2 separate regions of the Hordeum vulgare genome follow, and region 2 is linked to region 1. A link is a contact called in public HiChIP or PLAC-seq data. All regions are on one chromosome and are shown on one strand. Each heading gives the region's core, a stretch centred on a gene start, on an enhancer-like site or on the middle of the called end of the contact. The rest is flanking DNA. Distances are from core to core; before and after follow the strand shown. Region 1 holds the start of LOC123447935 (SWI/SNF complex subunit SWI3C homolog). Region 2 holds the start of LOC123447936 (F-box/WD-40 repeat-containing protein At3g52030).

Region 1 (4,676 bases), core at 831-3,330:
ATCTTGCATCATGGAAGCAATCAGGGCAAAGAGCAACTGCCTGCTCAATCAGCTAAACAACAAGCTTTTCAGAACAAGCTTCTTACCCACAGGAGAGAAAAGAAAAACAATAAGCAAACTGATTAATTAACTTGAAAGAGAACAAGCTTCTTACCCACAGGAGAGAAAAGAAAAACAATAAGCAAACTGATTAATTAACTTGAAAGAAAGATACAACCTTGGAAACTCCCCCTGTTCATGACGTCAAAGAAGAAAATGGTACTCCCTCCGATCCATATCAACTTTTGCTGATTTAATACAACTTTGTACTAAATCGCATTCGTTTATACATAATTAACGAAACAGGACAAGCTGGAATTCGAAACAGAGCATACCTGGCCCAAGCCACCACATATCACAAGTTAACCAACTCTAAGTTGCATTGCACCTAGACGCAGGTCGTTTGACATCACACATATGACACTAAGGATATGTGTTCTTAATGTTTTTGGTTCACGTATTTTAAAATGGCGGAGATATTAGTATGGGCTTCCAACATTATGATGCATAAGCAAGATTTGCAACAACCACATGGGAACCAGTATCTGCTGGGTCAGTAAATCAAGAATCAAGATAAATTGGGGTTCAAAATTAAATAACAAATATGCATATGTAAATATGAAGATGAGCACCTCTTTCTGCGACTGATAATACAAATTGCACAAAGACTGTGAGCAATAACTGCAATAGCTCTCTGATAGCCTTTCTCTAATCTTCCCTTCCAATTCAGTAAACTCAGCATCGGCGTCAAAATCCATCACCTCTGGATTTGATGAAGATGAAGTCAGAGAAGAAATGTCGTCTGCTTGGAGACTACATTTTGGCCGGTCAAACAAAATTAAACCATCAATGGATTTCAGCGCTGTAGTCAACAGTTGCAACTCCCCTGCTGGTTCCTCTATAAGAAGTGATGCTGCCACCCTCAGACCCCGGTGCACCAACCCAACCGCGAGGTAATTGATGATTCCCCAGGTGTCCAAGAACCGAACGATCCTACTCAAATCATATAGTTCACCTGTGTTAACAACAAACCCTTGGCACTCTGCAAAACCAAGCCTCTTGCCTGGGTTCTCCAAATATTTGGCAATAATTCTATTCCTTAACATTATGAACTTCTCCGGAGTGTGCCCTAGAGATTTCCCTGTGAAGAAGTGTGGAACAACCTGCCTTTCCAGCCTGTGCACCGTCCCAGGAGAGAACCAATCTACAAATGGTAAATTAATTCATGTTGCAGTGAACTTAAAACCAACGTATGTTCAGAAATTCAGGGTTTAGTCGCAACGAGCGAACCTGAGTGCTTAGGCACCACATGGAGGCGGCCCTGGAACTGCTTGTGCACGCCATGCCCCTCCATGAGGGGCGGTGGCGTGCAGACATAAGAAGACGGCCTGTCAGGATCCGTCGAAAGGGACGGGTGGTCAGGGAGCGCCCTGGAGAGCACCTGCAGCTGCCCATGCGAGATGTTCTCCAATGCCGGTGGCGCGGCGGCGGAGACATCACCCACATACGCAGATCGCTCAGCTGCAACGACGGCCATGACCGACGGATGCGGACGGTTGACTGTGCGGCGGGTGGCGGCAGGGAAGGTGGAGATGACCTCGGCCGAGGAGAGCAGCTCTGCCTCACGGGGGTCGGGCACGGGATTCCTGGCCGCGGCACCGGCCAGGATTTCGTAGTCGGCATTGTCAACCGCGGGCGATGGAACGGCCGTGTCGTCGTCATCGTTGTCGGAATCGTCCGAATGGTCGGCCGCGGCCGACGGCAATGGAAGGGCGTCGGAGTTTCGCTTCCGTTTCCGCCATTTGGTGCGCGAATCTGGGGGTTAGGGTTCGGATGGAGGGTGCAAGATCAGTTGGTAGCAGCTCAGGTAATTAGGTCCGGCGAGAGGTTGGACGTACCAACCTGGCGTGCAGGAGGCCTTGCGCGGCATCGTAGGCGGCGACGAGTCGGGGACGGCCGACGCCGAAGAGGTGGTCAGGGTTTTTTTTTAGATAGGTGGTGAGGTTTCGTAGGATGACCACGAGTGATGAGGGGACCGACCGTCTCGACGATGACGACGAAGGCAACACGTGCGATGAGAAATTGGATTATTTTCGGCAGCACACCATCTCTAGCATACTCCATAAAAAAAAAAAAAAAAAAAAAAAGCAAAATGCGTTTACAAGTTGTTGCGGAGCAATTTTACGTAGTCATTTCATGCGACAAAGCTGTATTTAAAAAATACATTCACAGTAAAACTACATCATGGTTATTCATCAAACTACATCATAGTTCTTCATCAGTAACCTACATCACTTATTCATACTACTAGGTAGGGGGAGGACTGCGAGTCGTGCAGCGTAACCGAGCCTAGACTACCAAAAATGACGGGTGCGACGGCAACGACGCGGCGAAGGAGACGGAGGAGCTAAGTCCTCATCGGAGTTGAGGTCGATCCAGATCTTGTCCTGCTCGGTCTTCATGACACGCAAGTCCGCCTCATTGGACGCGCTCGCGTGCGATGTTGTGACCCCTTGATCGAAGAAAATCTGCTCAATCTCGAACTCGCGGCGGTTGCGCGCGGCGGCCTCCTCCGCCTCCCTCACCGAGCGCTCCATGATGGCGCGCATGAGGTCATCCTCCTGCCCTGGAGGGAGGTAGTCCTCGGGGCCGATGACCCCTCCACGCGACGGGATGGCATCGTCCTCGAGCTTGACGGCGAGCGGCCCGAGCTCCTCCGACCTTCTCTTCACCGGAGTGATGGTCTGCGAGGACGAGGCGTCCGTGGACGAACTCCCAGCGGCAGAGGAGTCGAGGCGTCGGACCGCGAGCTCGCGCTCGCACTCCTCGAGCTCGCGGCGTTCGAAAGTCGACGACGGCCGATGGACGTAGTTCAGCCACCTCCGTGATCCCCGCTTGCGTGCGGCGTCGGAGGCAAGGCGGCGGTGGCGCTCGGCGTCATCCCCTCCATTTACGTGGTCGTCCATGGTCGGGACAGCTTGCTATGGGTTTTTTTTGTCTCGCTGGCGGCGAGAAATTAGAGCGGAGTGGGAGATGAATCGCGGTGGAGCTGTGGCGGCGGAGGATAGGGTTTGACCCGCATATATGCCGGTTGGGGGGTTCTTTTCCTGGCCGTGATAAAAAAAATACGGGCCGGATGCGCGATATGGGGTCTGTTCTGACCACTAAAACGGGTAGAACCCGTATACTCGCCGGAATTTTGCGGGTTCGGCTCTTTTACGGGGTTTGCTAGAGATGCTCTAAGGGTGTGTTTGGTTTGTGTCACCGGGTGGAATGTAACGGGTCCGTCCCGTCCCTAGAGGTCGTTCTTCTGTTTAGTTGGGTCCAGGAATCGGAACCCACTCATTCCCTGGAATGGCATATTCCTCCGAGATCCGTAACGCGCTAGTACCTCTGAATCGGTGGAACGATGCGGAACGCCTCGCGTCTCTCACATTTTCCCCGACGCTGCCCCCTTTCTCCCATAACCTCGCTGGCCCTCTTCCTCCCTCCCTCCCTCAGCCGCACCGCCGACCACCTTCTATTGCGCTGTTGGCCGGATCCCTCCATCAGCTGCGTCGGCAGCCGAATTTCTCCCTCCATCAGCTGCGCCGGCGGGCCCCTTCTACTGCGCCACCGAGGCCCTTCTACCGCGTCGCCGCCCCCTGCATCTGCTGCATCGCCGCCCCCTGCATCTACTGCACCACCGAGGTCCTTCTACCGCGCCGCCGCCCCCTGCATCTACTGCGCCACTGAGGCCCTTCTACCGCGCCGCCGCCCCCTGCATCTGCTGCATCGCCGGCCCCTGCATCTATTGTGCCACCGAGGTCCTTCTACCGCGCCGTCGCCCCCTGCATCCGCTGCATCGCCGCCCCCTGCATCTGTTGCGCCGTCGCCGGGAGCACGTGCCGCAGCCGGGAGCACGCGCAGCCAGGTGCACGCGCCGCCGGGTGCACGCGCAACCCTTGTCCCTCGCGTCCCCATGGCGTGCAGTGAAAGTGATGGCGACGACGAGATGCAGCAAAGGAAGATGAACAAATCCATTCCATTCCATTCCATCCCTCCAACCAAACATCAAAATGTAACCATCTCGTTCCTTTAAATCTCCTCTACCAAACACAAGGACGGAACCAACCCGTTCAAGTGGAATGGAACCATGACATTCCGTTCCACTTCGTTCCCGAACCAAACACACCCTAAGAGCATCTAAAACCGGTAAAATTGGATTATTTTAGCGGGATCTGACTCCGGTCTGAAAATTAGAGATTTGATCATTTTTCTACCATCGTCATGGCTGACGGTAGGGATTCACATCCTATCATCAATATTTCTGACGGTATGTTGAACGACAGCAACCATCAACTAGCGGTGCAAGGTTGATGTGGTGTAGGCCCTATCGCTAGGGCTTGTGGTAGTAGGATGTAAGAACCTACCGCCGAGGCCTCCAGCGATAGGTGGCCTTTTCTAGTACCAGTACTAGAACCTGGAATCGCTAAAAAATTACGGTAGGGTTACACACTCTATCGCCGGTACCTTGGTGATATTATGTGTTTATAGTGTATTTTTTACTGTGAACAGTGGAATAAAAAAAATTCAAAAAATCTGATTTTTTCGTGACAAATTTGATAAAAGTTCTATCTGTCTGCGAAATTTCATTA
Region 2 (4,676 bases), core at 1,405-3,904, 200 kb after region 1:
GACAGTGTATAACGGAACATTTGAGCGCGTCTATGTCTTCTGCAATCCTAATGGGAGGAACGTTGATTGGAGAGATAACCACCCACTGATTTCTCTAACAAGGACACAATCATCTCTGCGTTTAGCCTTGCCCACCATTTTCATGTATGAATGGGATGGGCTTGACCACATGGACTACCATTGTGCTAACAAAGAGATGTTCCAATAAGAATCAGCTGGGAAAAGTATCCTGTAATTCTTGGTCAAAACTCACATATACATGATGAGTGATTTCAAGCATTGGATATGGTCCATATGGATTACAGTACAGGTGGTCTGTTTTGCAGTTCCCCCTGACATTAAGATACAACAAACCATGTTGCTAACATCATCACAACCAGATGCTCATATCTATATAAATAAGATGTTTAAAATGTACAGTTCATGTTTTGACCTATAAATAGGTGAGGTATCCCATATAGGCTGCAGTCTTCTATCAGTATGCGTGTATGTTTTTTTAGGTTAAAAGACAGGTCTCTGCCTTTACATCTAAGACTAGGGAGTTATAAAAGAGTAAGTAAGAGCAAAACACACCCGCAAAAAGTAAGAGCAAAACAAAAGGGTCCAGCCACCTCATGGCGCTGGCTATGCAAGGCCGAAAAACCATGTCAACAAGTATGTGAAAGAATAGTCGAAACATCCTATGTTGGATTTGTTTGTTCTCGAAACCCGAAGAATGCAGCTGCTGATACGTGAATAATAGAACTGTGCACCAACATTGATTACCTTATTTTCATCAAAATCGAAGTCAACCAACATTTTGGAATTTGGAACATTGTACTCGTTCATGTATTTGCAACTTTCAGCAGACCAAAGTCGAAGAACCTGGCAAAAACCATTGTCAAAACGATGAGGCATTCAAGATGATACTAACTAGAAAAGTGACACAGTATTCAAAGGGAACTACGAGATCTTCAGCCATGCACTATGCTAATCATCTACAATTTTGGACTTAGGCAAGCATGATTTCCACAATCATGTTTATGTGACAATCTGCATCTCATTGCATCAACTGTAGGGCCACATACCACACCTCACAAATACATTTTGTAACTAGATATTTTACATTGATGAAGATATTTATTTGAAACAACATTGATGAAAATATTAAGAACAGCACTACATGATACAACATTCACCTTATCTCCCATTCCAGTTAAGACTGAACCGCTTTTCATACGACACAAGGTGGCCCTGCAGCAAGAAATAAGAAAGAGAAAACATAGATACTGAATCATTGTTTGGTAAATAAGAAACAGAAGACTGATCATGCTAAAAGCCTAAAACTATACAAAAATATTATGAGTTGACAAATGTAACTATTTTTGCCGGTACATTATAACACTCGGAGGCATATGTTCAGAAGACATATACCAGACAACAGGTGCCTACCTTATATCATGACCAATCCACTGATGAACTTCAGCAGACCCTCTAGCAAGAGTTGATGCATGCTCATTCATGGCCAGCGCCTCAAAATAACTTTTCACTGAAATAGTAGAACTCGAGCCTCTTGCCTGTGGATTCCTCTTGTAATATAGATCCCTCATCAGATGGGCCGTGTTGATAATCGTATTCCTAAACAAAGCATAAAATCAGACATGCACACTGTAATCAACACTAGAAATTGCTACATAATTAGGAACTTTCACAAGAAAAAAATGCATCCGGATTGTGGGATGAAAAATGAACAGCACAAATACCAAACTGAAATACAACGACTAGCACAAGAGTTGCATCACAGCAATTGGTAGCTCCCTGGTTTAGGTTCTCAGATCTTTGCCATCTCGCGGATTGAAGTGTGCATCTATGATTTATCAATACTGCTAATAAAATCAGTCCGGTAATAATAATCCGCTAACAGATCGAGAAGTAGGTTCAGTTATATTAGTACTTCCTCCGTTTCAGTTTATAAGTCCGGCACGTGTATCTAGGTCGTCAATTTGACCAACTTAATGAGAGGCATATATTACAAAAAATATATCATTAGAAACTTTAGATGTTCTATTTTCTAATGATATAATTTTTATGTTAAACAATATATTTTATATAAGTCAAATTGACGACCTAGGTACACGCGCATGCCTTATAAACTGTGACGGAGGGAGTATACAATATAAGGAGAGCGTAGAACAAAACGAACGTACTGCTGACAGCAATCAGGAAATGAACTGAAGGAGACACAGGAAAGGGAAGGGAAGGGAAGGGGAGGTGAGATGATCCGCGTAGCAGGTCTGACCATGACTGGCAGACGGCGGAGCAGTGGGCGAGGTCGAAGTGGTCGTCGAGGCGGGAGAAGATGGAACGGAGGGTATCGTCGTTCAGCGACTGCCCCGTCAGCCCGTACCCGCCTCCGCCGCCGCCGCCGCTGCGCCGCTTCGAGGTAAGACCTCCGCCCTGGCTCCGGCTCCGGCTGCTGCTCGCCTCCATCTCTCCCTCTCTCTCTCTCTCAGAAGGGCGAGCCTCTCCTGTCGCCGCCCGCCGGTAGTCGACCGGTCCACTGTAGGCCTGTAGGCATCGTGGACTTCCGGCAGACAGCGTCTGTGTGGACAGCGGTGTTCGCTTGATTGCACCGGCCCAACAAGGTTTCGGGAACCCTCGTCCTCGCAACATCAGATCCCTGAAAGGCGAAACTAAGGGTGTGTTTGGTTGAAGGGATATCCTATCAGGGACAGGGATAACCATTTTTTTCTATGGTTGTTATGCGTTTGGATCTGAGGCGGGGAGGTACAGAGTCAACCAGATGCTGGGAATATTTAAAAAAAAGGATGTGGCCAACAGCCAAAAACGGGCGGGCGGTGGCAACCACTCTGGGGCGGCCGGCGCGGCCGTCGCGGAAGGCGGCCGGCACGGGAGGCGACCGGCGCGGGAGGATCCATCCTCCCAACCAAACAAAAAAAGGATAACCCTACCCTTACAACCAAACAAAAAAAGCTATCCCCAGCCACCTGGTTGGGGATACCCACAACCACCCTAGCCTATCCCTCCAACCAAACACACCCTAAGGCTACTCATAGTTCTATCATATAGTACATACTACTACCTATGTTCCTAAATATAAGTCTTTTTAGAGGTGTTATTGCGGGACTACATACAGATGTATATATACATGTTTTAGAGTGTAGATACCCTCATTTTGCTCCGTATGTAGTCACCTAGACTAGTTTTCCCCAATTACACTTATTTAAGTACAGAGGGAGTATCATATAGTAGTATCATGCATATGATATTATGATATAATAGTATCTTTATAGTGCATACTATCATAAACTAGTATAACATAGATGGTCTCATTTATTGACATGCATGACACATAGTAGCATAGCATTTAACATGATACGGTATCTATCTATGTTATTTTAACTCTCTCTCTCCTCTTTAATTATGTGTCATATCAGCGTGTTTGCTAATTTCAAGGTTATGATACTAGTTATGTTACTCCCACTATGGCCAACTTAAAAACCCCTGTTTTCAGTTGTTGAAAAACATGTTTTAAGAATTAATTTAAGCTGCGACCGGATAGATTCCTTAAACATAAATTGTAAAATCAAATATTTGTTTGTTTTCCTCACATCTTTTTTTGAAAGCGCAATTGCTTTTTAAGATGGTTTTAGTAATCAATAACAATATATGCATCGTTGAACAAATGATCCACTACTCGAATCCTAAATTTACCATCTGTCATGTCTTTATCGTCTGCTGACACATGGCAAAGATCATCTTTGCCGTCAGTTGGCACAAAGCTGACGGCAAACAACACCCTGATGGCAAAGGTGTTGTTTGCCGTCAGCCTTGCCTACCTAACAGCAAATATTTGCCAAAGGGGGCAGCAAAGGAGAGGCTAACAGCAAAGGGGCGCCACCCTAACGGCCGAAGCCCACCCACCCCACCCACCCATTTGTTGTGTGCCTCCCAGCCTTTGCAGACGGCAAAGGGGGCGCCACCCTAACGTCAGTCAGCCCCCACCCCCGCTCCCGTAACGGCACTCACCCCTCTCTCTCACACACACAAAGCCTCCACTCTCTCGCGCGCGCCCCCTGCCCACCCCAGAGCCGCCGCCACCACCACCTGGGCCACTCCGACCCACCACCGCCGCCCACGACCGGAGCTCCCCGCGCCCTGCCCACCCCAGCGCCGCCACCACCACCGAAGCTGCTCCGACCCATCACCGCCACCCACGGCCAGAGCTCGCCCTCCCCTCCTCCCCGCGTCCCTCCTCCCCACGCTCCTGCTCCCTGCGCCGCCGGAGTTGCCCTCCCCTCCTCTCGCGCCGCCGGAGCTCGCCCTCCACCACCACCGGCTCGACCCCCCCACGCCCCTCCTCCCCGCGCCCTGCCCCCACCCAACGCCCTTGCCGGCCCCTGCGCCACACTGGCCAGGCCACCACCGCCCCGACAACCACTGCCCCCGCCGCCCATTGCCCCTGCAGGTGAGTTTTTTTTCCTTTTTGGCTTTATTTCCTGTTTTTTCTTTTAAATTAGATAGTTAATTTAGATAGTTAGTTTATTTTCTGTTTTTTCTGTTAAATTAGATAGTTAGTTTTTTTTGTTTTTTATGTTAAATTAGATAGTTAGTTTATTAGGTAGAAAAAATAGATAGAAAAGGAAAAAAATTAGAAGAAAATAAGAGAATAACAA

The links. HiChIP or PLAC-seq counts read pairs in DNA pulled down with a chosen protein or histone mark.
Region 2: an H3K4me3 HiChIP or PLAC-seq map of embryo shows a contact between it and region 1, with 5 times the contacts expected there. The contact joins the promoter of LOC123447936 here to the promoter of LOC123447935 in region 1. A contact is called at or near these places in 2 of 6 Hi-C or Micro-C datasets (leaf and an unstated tissue) and 1 of 1 datasets of contacts at active chromatin or transcription factors (embryo).

Annotation. Positions count from the first base shown.
Region 1 is chr4H:76,987,025-76,991,700 of MorexV3_pseudomolecules_assembly, forward strand. LOC123447935 (SWI/SNF complex subunit SWI3C homolog) reads right to left here and starts at 2,081. Exons shown (of 9, transcript XM_045124670.1): 1 at 1,942-2,081; 2 at 1,330-1,854; 3 at 672-1,243; 4 at 1-52. The coding sequence starts at 1,969.
Region 2 is chr4H:77,188,849-77,193,524 of MorexV3_pseudomolecules_assembly, forward strand. LOC123447936 (F-box/WD-40 repeat-containing protein At3g52030) reads right to left here and starts at 2,655. Exons shown (of 9, transcript XM_045124672.1): 1 at 2,279-2,655; 2 at 1,432-1,617; 3 at 1,179-1,233; 4 at 766-864. The coding sequence starts at 2,652.